Linked DNA regions of Pan troglodytes: region 1 is linked to region 2. The links are chromatin contacts, called in public HiChIP or PLAC-seq maps. All regions are on one chromosome and are shown on one strand. Each heading gives the region's core, a stretch centred on a gene start, on an enhancer-like site or on the middle of the called end of the contact. The rest is flanking DNA. Distances are from core to core; before and after follow the strand shown. Region 1 holds the start of CEP68 (centrosomal protein 68). Region 2 holds the start of SPRED2 (sprouty related EVH1 domain containing 2).

Region 1 (5,271 bases), core at 41-2,540, 390 kb before region 2:
ACAAAGAAAAGCTATGCGATGCCCAAATAAAACCATCTGTGGGCTAGCTGCTGCTGTTGTCAAAAGTTTGTGGCCCCTGGGTTAGACAAAACCTCTGAGCTGTCCTGACAGGTCTGGGAAAACCAAACAAGTCCTTGTCTCCTAAACTACCTGGGACTCAAGAGCTCTGTAGGAAAAAATTTGTACCCTGCACCCAGCTGGGGTTGACATTTACAGACGCCTGTTTCATGAACTGGGGAGATATTCAGTTGAAGCCAGATTGCTGAAAGTGCTGCTGAGAGAAAATCATCAGAAGGGAGGGCCCCTTCCCCACGCCACCCTGGTGGTAGTTCCTCTATGCCTCCGGATTCTAATAAGCAGTAAAAGCTAAAGGGCAGTGTCATTAAGCTCCTAGGGGATGGGATGCAGTGGCTCACACCTGTAATTCCAGCACTTTGGGAGGCCGAGGCGGGAGGATCGTCTGAGTCCAGGAGTTCAAGCCCAGCCTGGGCAACACAGCAAGACCCCATCTTTGCAAAATAGATAGATAGATAGAGATGTATGAAAGTTACTAGGTCCCATGCTGGCAGGGGAGAGAGTGAGCACCCTGGCCTCCCACAAGCTGCCTCCGACTTCCCTCCGACTCCATCACCGATTTCCCATCAGAGCAGGCTGCTCAGAGTCGCTAAGCAGCTACCAGTTCATTTTCCACACCCTTCCCATTCTCCACGAGCCAGAGCTCCACCTCCCCCCAGAAGCTGTCTTCAACCACCCGGCCTGGGGAGCTCCCCTCAGCACTGGCTCCCCGCCCCGCCTCGCTGCACCTGTTCGGGCCTCGGTCGCGCCGCCAGGTCTTGCAGACGCGAATGTAAACAGAAACACAGTGAAAGGCGTTCGGAGAGCCTCGTGACTGCGGCGCGGCGGCGAGCCGGGAACATCAGTGCGTCCAGAGCAAAATGAACGAATGTACGCATGACTCCTGGAGCGATCTTCACGCGGGAAAGCGCGCCCCCCGGCACCCATCCCTAAGCGCCCCAAAATGACCCGCCTTTACACAACCCAGCTCGCAGGCGAAGCTGAGGTCGGAGCTCCAAAAGCGAGGGAGGACAGCCGCTGAAGAAGTCCCGGCTTCCCATAGGCCAGGACGAAGTAGGGGGCGGGCTCATCTTGCAGAAGCGTCCACGTATTGGTGGAGCCGCGGACTTAGGGCTGCGATTCGCTGCGCGAAATTGCCGAAAGCCCTCCCGCGGAGGGAGAAGGGGCGGGAAGAAGGGCGTGGTCAGCGCGGCCGAAGGGCGTGGTTGGCGCTCGGTCCTGCCCTGCGCGTTTTGGGCTGCGGTTGGAGGGCCGCAGTTGCAGTCAGGGTTCGCAAGCTCGGGGCCAGCGCATGGGGCTGCTGAGACCGCTCCGGACGTGCGAAGCGTTCGCGGTGCGGTAGGTAGGCAGTGTCCCGCGTGCGGGTGCTGGTGTCGGGGGTGCCCGCGGCGCTGGGGGCGGTGGCCCGGGCTAGATCCGCGCGCGCGGCCCGGCCCCCTCCCCCGCGTCTCTTCGGTGCCTGCGGAGCCCTTGCGGTGCGGGCCGTCTGGCCTCGCGTCCCCGCCGGCAAGGGCACAAAGGCTCCCTGGGGGGCGGGGGCGCCTCGTGCCTTCGCCTCCATCTTGCGAGCGGAACGGCGTGTGCTGTGGCGGCCGAGGGGTCGGGGCCGAGGCGGGCGGCTGGGCTTGGGAATGCCCGGGCGCGGCGAGGGAGCGCGCGAGTCCGCGCATCTGGCGGCCGAGCAGCTGCGCCGCTGGTCGGCCTGGGCCCCGGGGGAGGTCACTTTCCCTCAGGCCTCTGCCGGGCGTGGGCTGTTTACCCAGCTCCCCAGTCGGGGCTAATGCAGCTCGGGCCTTTTCCCCTGGAAAGATGGAGACCAGTGATGTCTTCTTATCGCCGTGGATGCAGCAGCGCCCAGATGCGGAGAGAAAAAATCAAGATGTCTCATTTTTTTTGCCTCGGAGGGCTACCCTTTCTAACTGTCATCACTAGAACAGTTCTCAGCAGCCTGGGGACGAATGTCCAAAACCTGTTCCAGGCCCTTGATGATTAGTAGGTTGGGTTTAGTGTATTGTTTGTAACAAAAATGAGCGGAAACCTGCCAGGGCAGATTGGACCTCACTGGGAATTCATCAGGACCACGAAGGGAGGTAGCGTTTGTAAATAATCTGGTAACAGTTCTCAGATCTAGGGTATGAAGAGTGTTGTGTTAAAGTGTGTAACAAAGGTTGTTGGGTCAGTTTGCCTTGGGTTTAGTTGAAAGATCTAGAAGTCACCACTTTTTACTTTGTTCCCTCCATTCCCCTTTCCCACCCTCTGTTGAGTCAATTCTGGCCCACTTAGAAAACAACAACAACAAAAAACCCAAGGAATTCAGTTTAACCTCTTTTGCGCAAAGCTTTTTAAAGCACTTCCCCACCCTGCGACTGATAACTCCTCCCTTTTTTGGGCTACCTTCTGCAGCCTCTGTTTTTACTCATCACACTGTATTGTGGTTTCCCCAGCCCCTAGCACAATGCTTGGAACATAAAAGGCACTCAGTGATGGAAGGAAGCCAAAAGGAAACAAAATCAGCGTGGTAGTCTAAAGGTGACACAACAGAAACATTTATTTAACTTCTTGAGCGAGTTATTCTTACAGGTTAGGAAGGCAGCTAAGCTCAGGCTCTCTAAGTCAAACAGGCTTTAGCTCTGCCATGTTACTAACTCTGATTTATTTTTTTTTTAATGGTGATGGGGGTCTTGCCATGTTGTCCAGGCTGGTCTTGAACTCCTGGGCTCAAGCAATCCTCCTGCCTCTGCCTCCCAGAGTGCTGGGATTACAGGCGTGTCATTAAGTTATTTAACTTCTCTGTGCCTTGGTTTCCTCATCCTTAAAAATGGGAATAATAGTAGTACCTGTGTGGTGAGTTACTAGGATTAAATAAGATATTGATGTATAGTGCCTAATATAGTTCCTGGCACAAAGAAAATGATCAGTAGCTGTTAGCTGTTAGCAGTCGTTAGGAGAAAAATAAATGGATACTTGAATACACTCACCAATATGAAATATTTGTATAGTACTTGACCCTTCAGGATCTCTCTGTTTTTTGGTCCTTATCCGATCCCTTTTTTTGAGACAGGGTCTCACTCCATCACCCAGGCTGGAGTACAGTGGCATGATCTCAACTCACTGTGGCCTCAACCTCCTGGGGTCCAGTCCCTCTCACCTCAGCCTCCCAAGTAGCTGGGATCACAGGTGCACATCACCAGGCCCAGCTAATTTTCTATTTTGTTGTAGAGATGATGTCTCTCTATATTGCCCAGGCTGGTCTTGAACTCCTGGGCTCAAGCGATTACAGGCATGAGCCACGGTGCCTGACACCTTATCCGATGGCTGATTTTTTTCCTTTTTTTTTTTTTTTTTTTTTTTTGAGAGGGAGTTTCACTCTTGTTGGCCAGGCTGGAGTGCAATGGCACAATCTCAGCTCACTGCAACCTCTTCCTCCCGGGTTCAAGCAATTCTCCTACCTCAGCCTTCCGAGTAGCTAGGATTACAGGCACCCACCACCGTGTTCCGCTAATTTTTGTATTTTTGGTAGAGACGGGGTTTCGCCATGTTGTCCAGCCTGGTCTTGAACTCCTGACCTCAGGTGATCCGCCCACTTCAGCCTCCCAAAGTGCTGGGATTACAGGCGTGAGCCACCATGCCCAGCCTGATGTCTGATTTTTAAACATCCCTTTAGCCTTTCCTGATTCTCTTTCCACAGTGAAAGTATTCCGTAGAAGATTATCTGTTTATGTGTCTGGAGTGTCACCACCAACTAAAGATTGATTTGGTGCCAAATAGCAATTTGGTCAAGAGTTACAGTAGTACTTGATACATTCTTAACGGGGTCTGTTATCTGAAATGGTCATGTAAAATCAGAGGAGCTAAATAGATGGGGGCCTCATGTGGCTGACAAAAAATCTTTACCTGGTTGATCCATCCAGAAAGAAGCAGAGCTTATGGAGGTGGATTCTCCTTATAACTTAAATCTGTTCTCATGAAGAAACTGTCTCCTATCTTTAATGTTGTTCACCAACATTGTGAAAAGCCCAAGAAATGTTCCTGTTGGCTTTAGACCTGTCTGCCAGCTAGAAGTGTCAGATACAACTCCTGGGGGACACTGCGTCACTTCCAGGTTTTCCTGCACCACTTTCTGGTTACAGGAAACAGGTTAAGTTGCACATTTCCTTGTAGCTGTAAGCTCCCTTGGCATATTGGTTTCTCTTAAATTATTTCCAGTTTCCAAAACAAATACCTTTACCCTCCTCACTTGTAACTGGCACAGGAGAAATTCAGGTCTGTGATTCTGTTTTTAACATAGCCATCATGAATCTCAAATTCTTTCTAGGGAATACTATTATTTCTGGGGACTCCCTTTCAGCTGTGGTATTCTATAATTAGCCATTAAAAACCTGCCACAAGGTGTAAGCCTTTTCTAATGTCCTGTTGCAAAGGCCTTGAAGACAAGGGCCATAAATTTTCTTCTTGTGTGTGGCTAGCATATAGGCACCCAAGGAATGGTTGTAAAGCTATTTTAGTTGTTCCTTCTCAGGGTGCTGAAACAGCCTTACTTACCAACCCAGTGCTTCTGAAACATTTTTCTTACCAAGTCATCTGGAGATATTGCTAAAATGCAGGTTCTCATTCCAAGGTTCTGGGGCAGGACCTGAGAATCTGCATTCCCAACGAGCTCTGAGGTGATGCAGATGCTGCTGGTGCTGGATCACACTTTGATAGTGAAGTGCTAATCCCTAGTATCTACATTTGCTTTTTAGAAGTATTGGGTAAATGCGTTTTATTTTCTTACGGTATTGGAATAAAATCTTGGGTTTAGGAGCTTTTTTCTATTTTTTGTTTTAACAATTTCTCTATCTTGTTAAAAAAAACTATTTGAGGAATTGTTCCAACATACTTTGATGTAACAAGATTTTTAATAACAGCAATTGAGGCACATGGAGTGAAAAAAAAATAGGAGAAAGTCAAGGAAGAAATTAGCACAAAAAGGCAAGTACCTCTCTGTCCTATGCCTTTTACTCAGGTGAGATTGCGTATTTGGCCCTGAGCTTTGTAGCAGCCAAAGCAAAGAGGGAAATTTTTTTTTATCAGTTTTGCCAGTATTTATAAAGTGAAAATGTCTGCTGAATGGAGACAGCTGTTTCTGTTATTGAGGCCAGAGAATTCTCCCATGGCTTCTCCAAAGAGAATGCTACGGTACAGTGAGTGGCAATC
Region 2 (4,970 bases), core at 2,174-4,673:
CGGCTCCAGCACGCCGGCCCGCGCGGGGACCCTGGCGCACCAGACCCCCGCGCAGCCCGCGCCTGTCCTCCTCTCGCTCCGCCGTGTTTTTTATGAATGAAAATGTGGTATGCAAATGAGAGCGATTCAAGAAAACGAAATGGCGGAGCCTAGGCCCCAGTGGGCTCCGGAGCGGACTGCAGGGCTCGCGGGGCGGCGGGAGTCACAAAGTCACTGTGCAAAAACCCACCAGCCCCGGGAAGCCGGAGTGGGGGTGTCAGGTCTTCCGCTCTAGCCGCCGAGGATTTCGGGGGCGGGGGAGCTGTAAGTCCTCCGAGAGGGAGCGGAGACCGCCCGGAGGTCACCCGCACGCCCTTGGCCCCCGGAGCTGCCACCAGCCCGCCGACCCTAGGCGTGCGCCCGCCAGCCCGCAGCAGTTTTTGCCCTCTCCTCACTTCAACAAGCAGGGAAGCCTCGCGTCCCAACCCCGACAGGTCAGCGAGTCGCTGCACCCCACGCCAAGTTCACCCAATAAGCGTCCCCGCCCGCATCCTCAGCCCCGGCCCCCACGCTGCCCCTGCGGGGCACCCTCGTCCCACCCCGCGACCAAACTTACTCGTCTGGGTGTGTTTCTTCGGTCATTTTCTTGTTCACCTAGACGCCTGTCCCGCGGCGGGCAGCTTTGCTCCCTTCATGTTCCTGTCCGCTCGCCCCCCTTCTTCACATCTCCGGAGATCGCCTGATTTGGGGAGGGGGGGCGGCTAGAGATGAAGGGGGCGCCGCAGCAGAAGGGGAAGCAGGGCGCGGGATAAGGTTTGGGGGAAGGGGTGCAAAGGCAGGCTGCGCGGGGAGTGAACGCCGCAGCGCCGTGGGGAGAGGCGGGCGGAGGCTCCGGGGGCTCGGGAGCGGGCAGAGGGGGCGAGATTTGGGAAGGGGACGGCGGTGTGGGAGAGCAGGAGAAAAACAAGCGCGCCTCGGAGCGGCAGGGACTGCTGCGAGGAGGAGGAGAGCGCCGGCCGCGGGTGGGGGGGCTCAGTCCGGGGTCGCCCCCGGGGGGCCGGGCCAATCACGGTTCCGGGGAGCGGTCGGCGGCCGGGGGAGGTGCGCCTGGGAGGCGGTGCAGGGCGCCCCGTCCGAGCCCCATCTCTCGACTCCACCGATTTACTCCATATTGGATTCTCACCGCCGCCAACAGGAGGAGGAAGTAGGGCGGAAGCGATGACGTCTTCCCAGCGGCCAGAGGTGGTGGAGTGCAAAAAGCTTCCTACTTGCGACCGAAAAAAAAGGGAGAAGAAAAAAAAAAACTTTGTCCCGCCTACTGAGCACGCCCCGCTTCCTCTCCCCCTCCCTCCTGGCTTCCACTCCCGGGGGAGCCGCGGAGCCGAGTTGTTTGCTTGCGCCGCGACCGTCTGGCTCCGAATCCTCCTTGATTAGGGCTCCGGGTTTTAGGAAGCCCGAGAGGAGGGAGGAGGCGGGAGCGGAGGACTCGTACACATCTGGCTCCCGTTTTTGCCCCCTCCCTCCTTCCAAACACCGAGATTAAAAATCGGGGGGTTGGGCGGGGGCGGAGATGGGAAACTCAAGGGAGGGGAGGGAGTAAAACAGCTGAAGAGGTGCTCAGGCTCAGAGGCACAACTACACCCACCGCGGGGTGGGAAGGTAGGGGCGGCGCAGGTGCCAGGGGCTGGCTTCTCCAGCCCAACCCAACCAGAGAGGGGAGGGGGTTCGACTTTGCCAAGGTTCTGAAAGGCAGAGGCTTTTCCGTTTCACGTGAATCTTGTGATTTTTTTTCTTTTTTGTCTCAATAGAGGAATGGATTTTTGTTTTGTTTTGTTTTGAGATGGAGTCTCGCTCTGTCCTCAGGCTGGAGTGCAGTGGCGCGATCTAGGCTCACTGCAACCTCCACCTCCTGGGTTCAAGTGATTCTCCTGCCTCAGCCTCCCGAGTAGCTGGGACTACAGGCGCGCGCCACCACGCCCAGCTAATTTTTGTATTTTTAGTAGGGAGGGGGTTTCACCATGTTGGCCAGGATGGTCTCGATTTCTTGACCTCGTGATCCGCCTGCCTCGGCATCCCAAAGTGCTGGGATTATAGGCATGGGCCACCGCGCCCGGCCAAGGAACGGATGTTTTTAAGAATCATTACTCATGCAAAGAAAAAGGTCAACCCAGCACAGCCCAGAAACGTTTGCATTTCCGTAGAAATTATGGAATTTCTCGCGTTAAGAAGCAGCCCCGGCCGGGCGCGGTGGCACACGCCTGTAATCCCAGCACTTTGGAAGGCCGAGGCGGGCAGATCACCTGAGGTCGGGAGTTCGAGACCAGCCTGACCAACATGGTGAAACATCGTCTGTACTAAAAATACAGAATTAGCCGGGCGTGGTGGCGCGTGCCTGTAATCTCAGCTACTCGGGAGCTGAGGCAGGTGAATCGCTTGAACCCAGGAGGTGAAGGTGGCGGTGAGCCAAGATTGTGCCACTGCACCCCAGCCTGGGCAACAAGAGCAAAACTCCATCTCAAAAAAAAAAAAAAAAAAAAAAAAAAAAAGAAGAAGAAGAAAGAAAGAAAGAAAAAGAAACAAGAGACATAGTCCCTATCCCTTGCTGCTCTCCAAACACAGTAGACTTTTCCATCCTCTTGAATGTCCATGGGACAATCCAGATACGATGTTAACTAAATAGCAACCACTGAACAGGTTAAGAGATTAAATATTTGCCTCAGGCTGGGCGCAGTGGCTCATGCCTGTAATCCCAGCACTTTGGGAGGCTGAGGTGGGCAGATCACCTGAGGTCAGGCGTTTGAGACCAGCCTGGCCAACATGGCAAAACCCTGTCTCTACTAAAAATATAAAAATTAGTTGGGTGTGGTAGTGGGCGCCCATAATCCCAGCTACTCAGAAGGCCGAGGCAGGAGAATTGTTTGAACCCAGGAGGAGGAGGCTGCAGTGTGCCGAGATTGCACCATTGCACTCCAGCCTGGGCAACAAGAGCAAAACTTTGTCTCTAAATAAATAAATAAATGCCTCAAATTTAGTATTCCTAAAATTTACATGCATATAAGAGCCACAAATGCTCCAAAAAGTTTCACCTTGAGTCAGGGATAAACTGGTGGTTTACTCCAGGCTTTGTGCTTATCACAGCCATGATCTCTGTAGACATGGAGTGGGGTTCACGCTGGTGATGTGTGGTGGTGGGGAGGGCATGAACCAGGGGATGGAACAGCTTGGTTCTGGTTTTCTCCTAGCAGTCCTGAGACCCCGAGTGAGTTTCTTTATAAAACAGGAATAACAAGGCCAAGCTTGTCTTTATCAGTTTTTGAGGCCATTGAGAGTTCCTGAGAAAGTACTAAGCAAAGGCAAGATCTCATTGTCTTCCAAATCCCCAGATGGCTAAGGAATCTACCCAAGTCTCACCTTTGGCCATGGTTGCTCTTCTACCTTGGAGTGCTGAAAGAGATCCCACCCTGTTATTCCTGAACTTCCCAGAACACAGGCACTTACCCATGTCAAAATTATCCACCCTGTGGGCATCTCTTGGGCTCCACCCTCCAGTTTCAAGGTACACAAATGGCAAGGTGGCAGGTGAGGTGATTAATTTCTGCAGGTAGGCCAGCTCTATGAGCAGGTTAAATTGGTGTCATCACCACTCACTCAGCCAGCTCTCTGCTTAATAGCAGTGAACGACTGGCCCAGCCTATGGACCAGGTTGCCAGGGGAACAATGATAAATATTCTGAGGTCCAGAAGTCCCCAAGTCCCCACTGGGATCACCTGGTACCATACTCCAGCTGGGCTATCTCAGGCAGGCCCTTAGGTCCACTGAGCCTTGGGTTCAGTGTCTGTTGGGTCGGAATAGTACCCACAACATAGGGTTGCTGGGAATCTTAAATGGGCTATACAGATTCCTGATAGCCCTTTCCTCTCTCTGGCCAGCTGGTTTACCAAATGCCCCCCTCCACTCTGTCCTTCATGTTCCTTTAAATGAAGCCTGCCAGTTCTCTTCTGTCTTGTTCAACACCCAAAAGGGGCCTTTTGATGGAAACATTACTAGCAGGTCACTTCTTGGTCCTCCCCATCAATTACTGTGGTTGAGGCAAGTCTGACTCCTGCAGCTCCATAGAATAAATGAGGACATTGGGCGAATAACTCAGATATGTCTGTTGATCTGAACATCAAGGTGTTATCAAAGTCCATTGGATTGTTGCTGGAATAGGGGATATCACAGATTTAGGGCTTTAATTGATGTCACTGCTGAAAGAGCTAAGGACCCACATCCCTGTCTCTCCCCACAACCGGCAGAACAGGGGGCTGCGGGAATCTCTGAACACGATCAAATCAATAGTGCTCAGTCAGAGTAGGATCGTAAAGCTTCAAAAGTAATATCGATCTGCTCACAACTTCACGCAAACCCAGCGGGGCCCCCAGCAGGTCCCCCACCTACAGGCTTCTCAGTTCCGAGTCCTGGGCGAGGGAGCACCCCCACCCCGGCCCTTCCCGCGGGCTGCCCGGAAAGCCCGGAGCGCGGAGCCGGAGCGACCCTCCGCGGCCGGGGACGGGCATGCTCAGTAGCCCCGCAGGTCCTGTTTCACTGGGAAGCCGTCCGCGGCCCCCACCCCTCCCGCCTGGCTCGGGCGCCAGGAGAAGCGGACATTTTAGCCTCCTCTGCAATCCGCTCTCTCGTTCGTGTCCTTCTCCCCCCTCTCGTCCGGTAGGGCCGGCAGTGTAGATTTCCCCAGGGGCGGGGGTGGGATCTGAGCAATCACTCGCCCTCCCCCTTCCCAGGGGCGGGGAGGGGGTGATTTAGGGAGGACTCCACGGGGCCCAAAGGTTCGCACCGCCCCGCCGCGGCCCAGCCTGCAGAAGCCCCCCGCTGCCGCGGCGCCCCCGCTCCCCGCCCCGCGAGGCGCGCGCAGCTGCGCCCGGGCCTGTCCTCGCTTCACCCCCACTCTGCCCCTTCGGTATTTCTCAATGACCGGCGCTCCGAGGACACTTCCG

The links. HiChIP or PLAC-seq counts read pairs in DNA pulled down with a chosen protein or histone mark.
Region 1: a contact with region 2 is called in an H3K4me3 HiChIP or PLAC-seq map of stem cell-derived excitatory neurons, with 2.2 times the contacts expected there. The contact joins the promoter of CEP68 here to the promoter of SPRED2 in region 2. A contact is called at or near these places in 1 of 7 Hi-C or Micro-C datasets (stem cell-derived neural progenitor cells) and 1 of 1 datasets of contacts at active chromatin or transcription factors (stem cell-derived excitatory neurons).

Annotation. Positions count from the first base shown.
Region 1 is chr12:57,665,217-57,670,487 of NHGRI_mPanTro3-v2.0_pri, reverse strand. It overlaps CEP68 (centrosomal protein 68), which reads left to right and starts at 1,290. Exons shown (of 7, transcript XM_016948637.4): 1 at 1,290-1,417. It overlaps LOC129143137 (proline-rich proteoglycan 2-like), which reads right to left and starts at 1,945. Exons shown (of 3, transcript XM_054677922.1): 1 at 804-1,945. The coding sequence starts at 1,745. The coding sequence ends at 1,005.
Region 2 is chr12:57,282,474-57,287,443 of NHGRI_mPanTro3-v2.0_pri, reverse strand. SPRED2 (sprouty related EVH1 domain containing 2) reads right to left here and starts at 3,423. Exons shown (of 7, transcript XM_063789766.1): 1 at 3,391-3,423; 2 at 596-1,243. The coding sequence starts at 621. It overlaps LOC104004996 (a long non-coding RNA gene), which reads left to right and starts at 4,570. Exons shown (of 7, transcript XR_010149417.1): 1 at 4,570-4,683.